2 separate regions of the Sus scrofa genome follow, and region 2 is linked to region 1. Evidence: chromatin contacts called from public promoter capture Hi-C data. All regions are on one chromosome and are shown on one strand. Each heading gives the region's core, a stretch centred on a gene start, on an enhancer-like site or on the middle of the called end of the contact. The rest is flanking DNA. Distances are from core to core; before and after follow the strand shown. Region 1 holds the start of GBE1 (1,4-alpha-glucan-branching enzyme). Region 2 overlaps GBE1 (1,4-alpha-glucan-branching enzyme).

The links. Promoter capture Hi-C pulls out the DNA fragments that hold promoters and counts their contacts.
Region 2: a contact with region 1 is called in a promoter capture Hi-C map of liver, with 4 times the contacts expected there. The contact joins the enhancer-like site here to the promoter of GBE1 in region 1. A contact is called at or near these places in 2 of 5 promoter capture datasets (fetal liver and liver), 6 of 47 Hi-C or Micro-C datasets (brain, embryonic fibroblasts, liver and 1 more) and 1 of 2 datasets of contacts at active chromatin or transcription factors (alveolar macrophages).

What each region holds. Positions count from the first base shown.
Region 1 is chr13:173,631,299-173,636,113 of Sscrofa11.1, reverse strand. GBE1 (1,4-alpha-glucan-branching enzyme) reads right to left here and starts at 1,713. Exons shown (of 16, transcript XM_021070783.1): 1 at 1,184-1,713. The coding sequence starts at 1,326.
Region 2 is chr13:173,729,062-173,733,864 of Sscrofa11.1, reverse strand. The region is part of intron 3 of GBE1 (1,4-alpha-glucan-branching enzyme); the gene reads right to left. Among named protein-coding and RNA genes, the nearest start is that of GBE1, 97 kb to the right of the region's middle. Within about 2 kb of position 3,069, at least 2 of the 83 cell types and tissues checked have an H3K27ac peak or open chromatin away from gene starts, as enhancers often do. A contact at or near this core is called in fetal liver and liver, where this site is marked.

The sequences.
Region 1 (4,815 bases), core at 464-2,963:
CTTTTGAAGAGGGCTCATGCATTAGGATAGTCAAGCTCTGGAATGAGATGCTGTTTTCAACTCTGTCCCTTAACAATTGCTGAATTGAGAGCAGGCAGTAGGGACAACGCCAGGTCACAAATCCAAGTTGTTTTTTTTTTCCCCAAACTTCCAATCTACCGCATTTCATTACCTGCAGTGCTGCTTCTTGCCAGCAACAAGCTACAAGTTTTCTATTACCTGAAAATGTGACCAGATATATTCTGTTGCCATGGTCGTTTTCAAGTGACTCTGCTAAAAGGCCAGAAACAAATAACAATGTGCTTATCTCGCAAACATAACTACTATAACTAGTATTAAGAACCATTTTAGTCTTCAAAACTATACCTTTTAAGTTAAGCTGACTACTAGAAGTATTATCCTAGCAACTTAATTCTGGCAAACTAATTTACTACATCATGATATAGGTCAAGCTAAAATCAAAGCATACTAAATCTGCCTCTAGAAGTATGACTTTCGTCATCTTTCTCCCTCTTCAGGATGACAGTACCAAACGTGGACCGACGCTGCCACATGTTTACTCATTCACTTGTCAGTGTTGTCCCAAGGGGGTTAAAAAAAAGTGACCAAGATATGCTTAATCTTCTCTGAGAGGCGGAATATTAACCAGAAAAGACAAGCTGCCTGAAAGAACCCTATTGGATAGAAACCCACAAAATTGCTATTAAATAAACCAGAAAGTTTTAAAAGCACTATTACACAGGCCAGATGTTATGCAGAGGCTAATTCAGAGGACCATTCTGGGGAATGGAAGGATCAGATAACCTGCAATGTCACTGCCTCACTCCGCAGAGCACCTAAGGAAACATGTGCTGGAAGCCAAAGCACACACATAATGGCGCAAAACCTCTGATTCGAAGGGAGGGGAGAGGGATGAGGAAAGTTTATTCAGCGCTTGCACTTCTAGTCAGGCGGCCAGCGTCGTCATCCCACAACTCCGGAAGCCGTAGAACCCAATTACCTGACTCCACCCGAGCCGAGCTCAGAAGGTCGGGGGCGGGGCCGACGTGGGTGGAGCCGGCAAGGGGCGGGGCCCGCACTCCCTCAAGCCAAGGGGCGGCCCCAGCGGGCGCGGGGAAAGCGGGCTGCTGGGCTTTGAGGAGTGGGGCGGGGGAGGGGGAAGAGCCCCGAGGGGGTCAGATACCTGCGCTGGAAGTCCGGAGCGTAGGGCTTCAGGTACGGGTCCGTCTCTAGAAGTCGGGCCAGTTCGGGCACGTCGGCCAGGGCAGAGGCCAGCGCCTCCTCAGAGCCTTCGGCGGGAGCCGGGGCACCAGCCGAAGCCGCCATCTTCCGCCGCAGCCCGAGTAGCCGAGGCCCGAGAGTGTCGAGTGGAGCCTGAGCGGAGACTGGAGCTCGGGCTGGGAGTAAGGCGGCGAGGGCGGAGCCGGAGGTCGCCCGGACAAGCCGAGGCGAGCTGAGGAGGCCCAGGGCCCTTTATAGCCGGGGAGAACGGCCCCCTGTTCCCCTTCCCCCCCCCCGCGGGCGGGGAGGAGCGGGACCCGGAGTGCGCCCTGGACGCACGTCCCGAAAGGGGAGGAGGCGCCCAGGCAGCCTACTCACGCGGCTCGCACCTGGAGGCCACCGAGACCTACCCTTTCCTCCCAGCGTCTCTGCCCCGGGGGCCGAGGCCACCCCGGGAGGCGGGTCCGGTGCAGACCTTGCTCAGCCTTGACCTCTCTGATCCTGACCCATCTTGGCTCCAAGGCAACTCCCCCCGCCCCCCAACACACCTTCCGCCTTATTTCTTTAATCAGCTTCTCCTGGCGGCATTGGCTATAAGGTTTTCTTGAAAGGGACTTTTTTCCTCCAAGTTCTGAGAGTTTCTTATTAACTTAGTGTTTCATACAGATGAAATAAATTCATTATGAGGGGAACAGTCAAGTATGGATAGAATAATGCCTTTGAAAATGTTAATTATGCTTCTTTACTGCTCATTTTTCCCCGTTTCGTGAATTTAACCAAAAAAGTCAGGATCCTGGAACCACTTCAGGGATGTTCTGGTGTTCTGGTATTCTCTGGGTTACCAGCACTGAGAATTGAAACCATATGGATTTTTACTATTCCCTATGCCTAAAAAAAGAAAAAGAAAGAAAAATGCTCTCTTACCTTTGAAAATAATTGTAACAAACTTTAGCGATTAAACTACACTTACTGAGATAAGATACAGGGAAGAGCATTAAATTGATATTCAGCTATGCTCCTTATTAACGAAGTGCTAAGGCAAGAAACCTCTTCCTCTTGGTTTAGGAATGGGGAACTCTAGGCAGTCTCCCCCACTTGGAACTTGTTTATGTTTTCATTCCCATTAACTTTTTTCTAGTTTAAAGATCCTTTTTTAAGAATACAGAATTACTTTGCACATAGAGACTGGAGACGCTTAGAGGCTGTCTCTGGCTAATAACCTCAGTTAAGACAGAAGTGTCTGGAATCCAAGGGGCTGTGGAGAAGGACATTTGAGCAGCCATGGGCCTTGAATTTTAAAACGTTCAGAACATTTCCTGTGATGGGGTTAAAAAAGACTTGATGAAAGATATCTAGTAAAAGAGGAAAAAAGATATCTAGTAAAAGTGGAAGTGGAGGATTTGGAAAACCTTCAGAAAGATGTCTTACTTTCCATAAAGATGACAGCTTGCAAACATTTGTGGAATAAAAAACAACACTTGAAACTCAAGCAGGATACCTAATAGACCCACAGATTTATCAGAAATCCAGGTTCATGTGGCTACCTGCCTACTGAAATCTCTATTTAGCTGGCTAAGAGTCTTGAGCCGCTTGTCACTGGAGACATACACTAAGAAAGTCTTACCTCTTCTGCTACCACTTTTTTTTTTAATACTTAATGAATTTTATTACATTTATATGTGTATAACAATCATCACAACCAAATTTTATAGCATCAGAGTTCCCGTCATGGCTAAGTGGTTAACAAATATGACTAGGAACCATGAGGAGGTGGGTTCCATCCCTGGCCTCACTCGGTGGGTTAAGGATCCAGCGTTGCCGTGAGCTGTGGTGTAGGTCGCAGATGCGACTTGGATCCCACATTGCTATGGCTCTGGTGAAGGCGGGCAGCTACAGCTCTGACTGGACCCCTAGCCTGGGACCCTCCAGGTGCACCAGGTGCAGCCCTAGCAAAGACAAAAAAAAATTTATAGCGTGTCCATCCCAAACCCTCAGTGCATCTCCCTATACCCAACATGTCTCATTTGGAAACCCTAAGTTTTTCAAAGTGTGGGAGTCAGTATCTATTCTGCAAAGAAGTGCATTGTATCCTTGTTTTAGATTCCACATGTCAGTGATAGCACTTGATGTTGGTGTCTCATTGTCTGACTGACTTCACTTAGCATAATTTCTAGGTCCGTCCATGTTGCTACAAATGCCGTTATTTCTTGTTCTTTCTTTCCTTTTAATGGCTGAGTAATGTTCTATTGTGTATATGTACCATTTCTTCTTTATCCTCCTCAGTCGGGGGACATTTAAGTTGTTTCCATGTTTTGGCTATTGCAAATAGTGCTTCAGTGAACATTGGAGTACATGTGTCTTTTCAAGTCATGGTTTTCTCTGGATAGATGCCCAGGAGTGGGATTGCTGGATCAAATGGTAGTTCTGTTTTTAGTTTCAGAGGAATCTACATACTGTTTTCCACAGTGGTTGCACCAATTTACATTCCCACCAAATGAATAGGGTTCCTTTTTCTCCACACCCTCTCCAGCAATTATTCTTTGTAGACATTTTGATGATGGCCATTCTGGCCGGTGTAAGGTGATACCTCATAGTAATTTTGATTTGCATTTCTCTAATGAGTGATGTTGACATCTTTTCATGTGTTTTTTAGCCATCCGTATGTCTTTTTTGCCCCATCAAAAAATGGGCAGAAGATCTAAACAGACAATTCTGCTATCACTCTCATGCAAGCCTTTCTCTTTAACATAGGTGGATTTGGACCAACATATCTAAGTGTTTCTCTTCTACTCTTTCTCACCTCCAATCCATTTTCTAGTGTTGCTCAAGCTTTAGTGTGCATATAAGTTATCGGGGGAATCTTGTTAAAAGCATAGACTCTTTTTCAGTTCTGGGTGGTGTCTCGGATTCTGAAATTTTAACAAGCTAAGAGGTGATGCAGCTGCTGCAGTTTGGAAGCACGGTTTGAATAGTAAGGATCTACTCAAGGAATACATCATACAACTTAGAAGACATATAGGTTCACTTGGAGTTAATATAAACTTCTTACTCTTCCCTAGCAAGGCCTCCATAATCTGGTGCCTGACTACCTTTCCACCACTTACTCTCTGGCTTTACTATTCTGTAGTCACACTTTCCTGAAACTTGCTGAGCACTTTATAGCCTCTAAGACTTTACTTGCCCTTCTCTTTGTTAGGAATTTCCTTTCCATATATCTATTTGCTTCCCATTCATTGAGGTTTCACCATAAATGTCAGCTCATCTCTGATAAGCCTCTAATTCAACTATTAAATATCTCAGTATTTTCTGTTATAGTGCATTCTGGTCTATGCAATAGTTAAAATTTAGGTGTTTCCTTTTATTTATTGATCTCCTCTGTTAGAATGTAAACTCTAGGAGAGCAGGGACCTATTCTGTTTTGTTCATTATTGAACAAGTATTGATTGAAATCCCATGTGCCAGCCAGTTTCCTAGGTACTGGAATTAGTGGTGAACAATGCAAGTCCCAGTCATGATAATGCTCACAGAACAGGTAAATCTGTAGAGACAGAAAGTAGTGTATTGGCTTCCCAGGCTAAAGGAAATGGAGAGTGA
Region 2 (4,803 bases), core at 1,820-4,319, 96 kb before region 1:
GACCCCTAGCTTGGGAACTTACATAAGCCACAGGTACAGCCCTAAAAACGAAAAAAAAAAAAAAAAAAAAAAGAAAAAAAAAGATGCAGTATCAAATAAGAGGGCTGTAGGCTCTTGAGCCAAGCTTCTCCCTAACCCATACAGATAAATGTGTATCCCTTCAAAATGTCACCTCTTACCCCTCCAATGGGAGATCAGAGTTTCACTCTCTAAGAAACACTGAAGTAGGAAGGCCCAAATCCAGAAACAATGAGCACAGCAGATGTCATAAGTGAATCACATAGGTGAAAACTAGGGATTCAGTGTCTTACTGAAAGTTAAGACCTTTACCTACTTTCCCTGTCCTTATCCATGGATGCCAGCTGCCTCACATACCCCTTCTACCCACTCCTTGTAAGAGACTGTAAGATTCATCTCTGGCTGGAAAAATTAATAATTTCAGAAAAAAGCTTTCACTTATTGTCATCAACATAAAGGCTGGCCCACTTTCTGACTACCCAACAGTGACGATCACCAGGAACAAAGTTCACTGGGAACAGAATTTTCAACTGCCTTTTCCTAACTCATTCTAAAATATGATTATATAACCATGGATCACCAGTCATTTCAAGATAGCCTGCAATGCAAAAAACAAGGAATTTTTAAAAACACAGGGAAAAAAAGCCTGAAAAAATAGTGACAGGATGAGGGAATAAGAAGAAAACTTGGGGAAAACTAAAACATCTATAATATTTTCAAAAAGATAAATGTATCTTTGGGCATTTAACAATGATGGAATCAATGATAAAAGGTAGAGAACATAAGCATGTCATTAGAAATGTTTTTAATGTGATTACTTAAATAAAAGCAGATGGAAGATAAGTAATTTCTGAAAGTGGAACAGAAAGTCAAAATGATGGGCAACTTGACAAAAAGATAGAAAATATAGGAGATTAGATATCAAAAGGTTAGAATTTCCTGAAACAGTGGACAAAAATGTGGAGAGAAAGAAATGGGCAAAAAAATAACATAAGAAAATATTCCAGAAATAAAGGATAAATTGCTTGTGAGATTAACCTTCTTAACTAAATATTTAGATACTAACATTTTAACATGCCACATCCCTGCCCAATGGCATCCTTCTGCCTAGCAATTTCATTCTAGCTCTCAATAATTGTTTAATTTTACATGATAAATTTGATCTCTTATCCTCTAAAACCCAAACTCTTTCTATAAACCATCTATCTCCTTTTGATGTTCAGGGAAGGTCACTTCAATACTTAACACCCTGAAAAATGAGGGTGATAGTCTCCACAAAAAAAGCAAAACCAAATATGGTATAAAATGGTGTGTTAAATCTGAGACAAGGCTCAAGTTCTACTTCCTCTGTTATCACTTTCTTCCCCCCCATTTTTTCTCTGTGAACCCTCAACCTGACCAGTAGTGGCATTATGGATAGGAGGACAGACTTTGCTATTAGCGAAGCCAGAATGCAAGCCCAGGCAATAATACCATCTACTTAACCTCTCTAAACTTCAGTATACTCATCATGAAATGATATGTAATAACAGTATCTTATTTCACAGTGTTACCATAAGGATCAAATTAAATATGAATGTAAAGTAATCTCTAATTTCTTTCATGTGTCTCATCTGAGAAAACTGTAAATGTGGGTGTTAGGTTCCATGACTCTTTTCTATTCATCAATTGTATATCATCTAAATATAATTCAGAAAGAAATAGGATCTGCTCTGAATTGAAATGTGCCCTCCTCCAAATTCATTGTTGAAGCCCTAACCCCCACTGTGATGGTATGTTGAGACAGGGCATTTGGAAGAAAATTAGGTTTAAATGGAAGGCATAAGCCTGGGGGCCTGATGATAAGATTCTTGCCATGTGAGGACACAGCAAGAAGGCAGCCATCTTTAAGCCAGGAAAATAATGCTCACTGGAACCCAACCATGCTGGCTGATCTCAGACTTCCAGCCTTCAGAACTGTGAGAAATTAAATTTCTGTTGTTTACACTGCCCAGAATACAGCATTTTGTTATTTTAGCTCTAAAGATCACTATTATACAACCCTTTGAAAAGGTTCAAGGTCTGGCATCAAGAAACCTCTATTCTAATCCATTTTGTTACTGATTTGGCAAAGAAAAGTTAAAGTACATAAACATCCTAAATAAACACTTCAAAGAAGACAATGCGTGGAGTTCCCAATGTGGCTCAGCAGGTTAAGAGTCCAACTAATAACCATAAGGATGTGGCTTCAATCCCTGGCCTCACTCCGTGGGTTAAGGATCCTGCATATGTTGTAAACTTGGCTCCAATTTGGAGCTCTGATTGGACCCCTAGCCGGGAAACTTCCATATGCTGCAGGTGCATCTCTAGAAACAAACAAAAAATTTTCTTTTTTTGGGGCCCTATCCATAGCAGTAGAAGTTCCTGAGCCAGGGATCGAACCCAGACCTCAGTGACAAGGGTGGATCCTTTAACTGCTAGGCCACCAGGGACCTTCCTAAAAGAAGATAATCCTGATTGTCATTGCTAGTCAAATGGATATTAATAGAAATAATTTTTAAGAAAAGAAAACAGAAATCAGAAGAAAAGAAAGGAATTCTTCAGTTTGCCTCCAACCCACCTTTCAGGTTTACTTTCCCTGGAACTCTCACTTCTCTTGACCTGCACTCTTTCACTGACCTCCTGAGCCCCATTTTACTAGTCAGTCAGATCCACTTATCATTGGCTTTCTGCCCCAGGAGGCTAATTGATGTGGACCATATTTCCCAGAACTCTGGCTTTTTATTGGACTGGGCAATGTGGAACCACAGGAAGAGGTCAGAGAAAGGAAGAAGAGTGAGAGATCAGAGTATTTGTTTCCTTATTCCCCTAGCTCCTTCCCTGCAAGGTAGTCATGAATTAACCACATCTGTCACCAAAACTCAGTGCTCCTCTCAAGATGGCTGATTCGGTCTCCCTCTGGGTTCTAGTAATTGATCCCATGTTCCTTGTGGCCTAGGCAAGGTTAGTATGGGTGTTGCTAAGTCCCCTCACCCCACTCTCCTTTGAACTCTAGAGCAGATCCCTCGCATGTTCAACTTTGAAAACAGCCTTTCGGAGGTGGAAAGAAAAAAATAAACAAAACTGTTCAAACTGTCCTATTTTCAGTATGCCGTTGCTTCCTGTTGGAACTTCAATCAATACACACACTTTTATTCATGCAGTACACCGAGTTAAAACAGCCTTCATCTTTCTATCTCTCTGGGCAACTTCTAAACATGTTACCAAGTGTGCTTGAATGTCACTGCCCTTCTGTTATTTCCCCTGTTACTATCACAGAATGAATAAACTGTTCACTAATATTTTGCTCCAATAGCACTTTATTTTTAAAACACACACACATCCCACATATATACTATAATTCAGTTCAAGCATCACGGAACAAGGACAGTACCTGACAAATGGCAGAACCTAAATAATTATGTTAAATTCCTATGAAACACCTTGAGAATTTTTTTTTTAAGTAGAATTGTTATTAAAAGTGTATCCCTTAAAATAAGGAACAAAAAATACCTTTACATAATTAATTTGGCTATGCATTCAAAAGAAGAAGTATCAAAGACATGAGTAATATATGACTATTTATTCCTTAGGAACACAGACTTCTGTTCTTTCCTTATATCTTTATAGCCTTGAATATCACTTTATTATATTACTTTATTTTTAAAATATTTTGTTCCCGTCATGGCTCAGTGCTTAATGAATCCAACTAGGAACCATGAGGTTACCGGTTCGATCCCTGGCCTCTGTCAGTGGGTTAAGGATCCGGAGTTGCCATGAGCTGTGGTGTAGGTCGCAAACATGGTTCAGATCCTGCGTTGCTGTGGCTCTGGTGTAGGCCGGTGGCTACAGCTCCAATTCAATCCCTAGCCTGGAAACCTCCATATGCCATGGGTGCGGCCCTAGAAAAGACAAAAATAAATAAATAAATAAATAATATTTTGTTTGGTAAACTTACTTAAAAACACAGAAAAGAGACATTTACATCACCATACAAGTAATTAGGTATCTTTTTCCAAAGTGTTCCATTGGAAAAAAAAGGTGTTTTGCAGAGAAAACAAAGCTTTATTTCAATGGTAGGTGATAAATTCTTTTTTGTCAATGATTACCACATAATTCATAAGAGAAACATCCACAAGTGAGTTATAAAGGTCAATTCCTTGTAGACTGAAATAAATTTTCAAGTTCAATTTAAAACGAGAGTTTTAATTACTGTGGTAGACTACCTAGGGACAATTTCAGATTGAAAGGCCAAAAACCACAAGTTGGTGATTTTTTTCTTCTTTTTATGGCCACACTTGCAGCATATGGAAGTTTCTATGCTATGGATCAAATCAGAGTTGCAGCTGCTGACCTATGCCACAGCCATAGCAACACTGACCCAAGCTGCATCGGTGACCTATGCTACAGCTTGTGGCAATGCCAGATCCTTAACCCACTGGGAGGCCAGAGATCAAACCTGCATCCTCTGGAGCCTATGTCAGGTCCTTAATCTGCTGAGCCACAATGGGAACTCCAACTTACTGGTTTTTGTATAGAGAATATAACCCTACCCTGTCCCCAAAAGAAAATCTCATACATCATTTCCTATAAATGAAAAACTAATTATATCACCATATTGACACTATAATAAAATCTAAATGTTTCCCAAAATTTGAAACATCCAAATATTATGAGTGATATTTTGGTCCTAAGTTTCCAATAAATTTATCTTCACTAAAATCTTTATAGAATAATGAAGAAAGATTACACAACAGTTAACTTGAT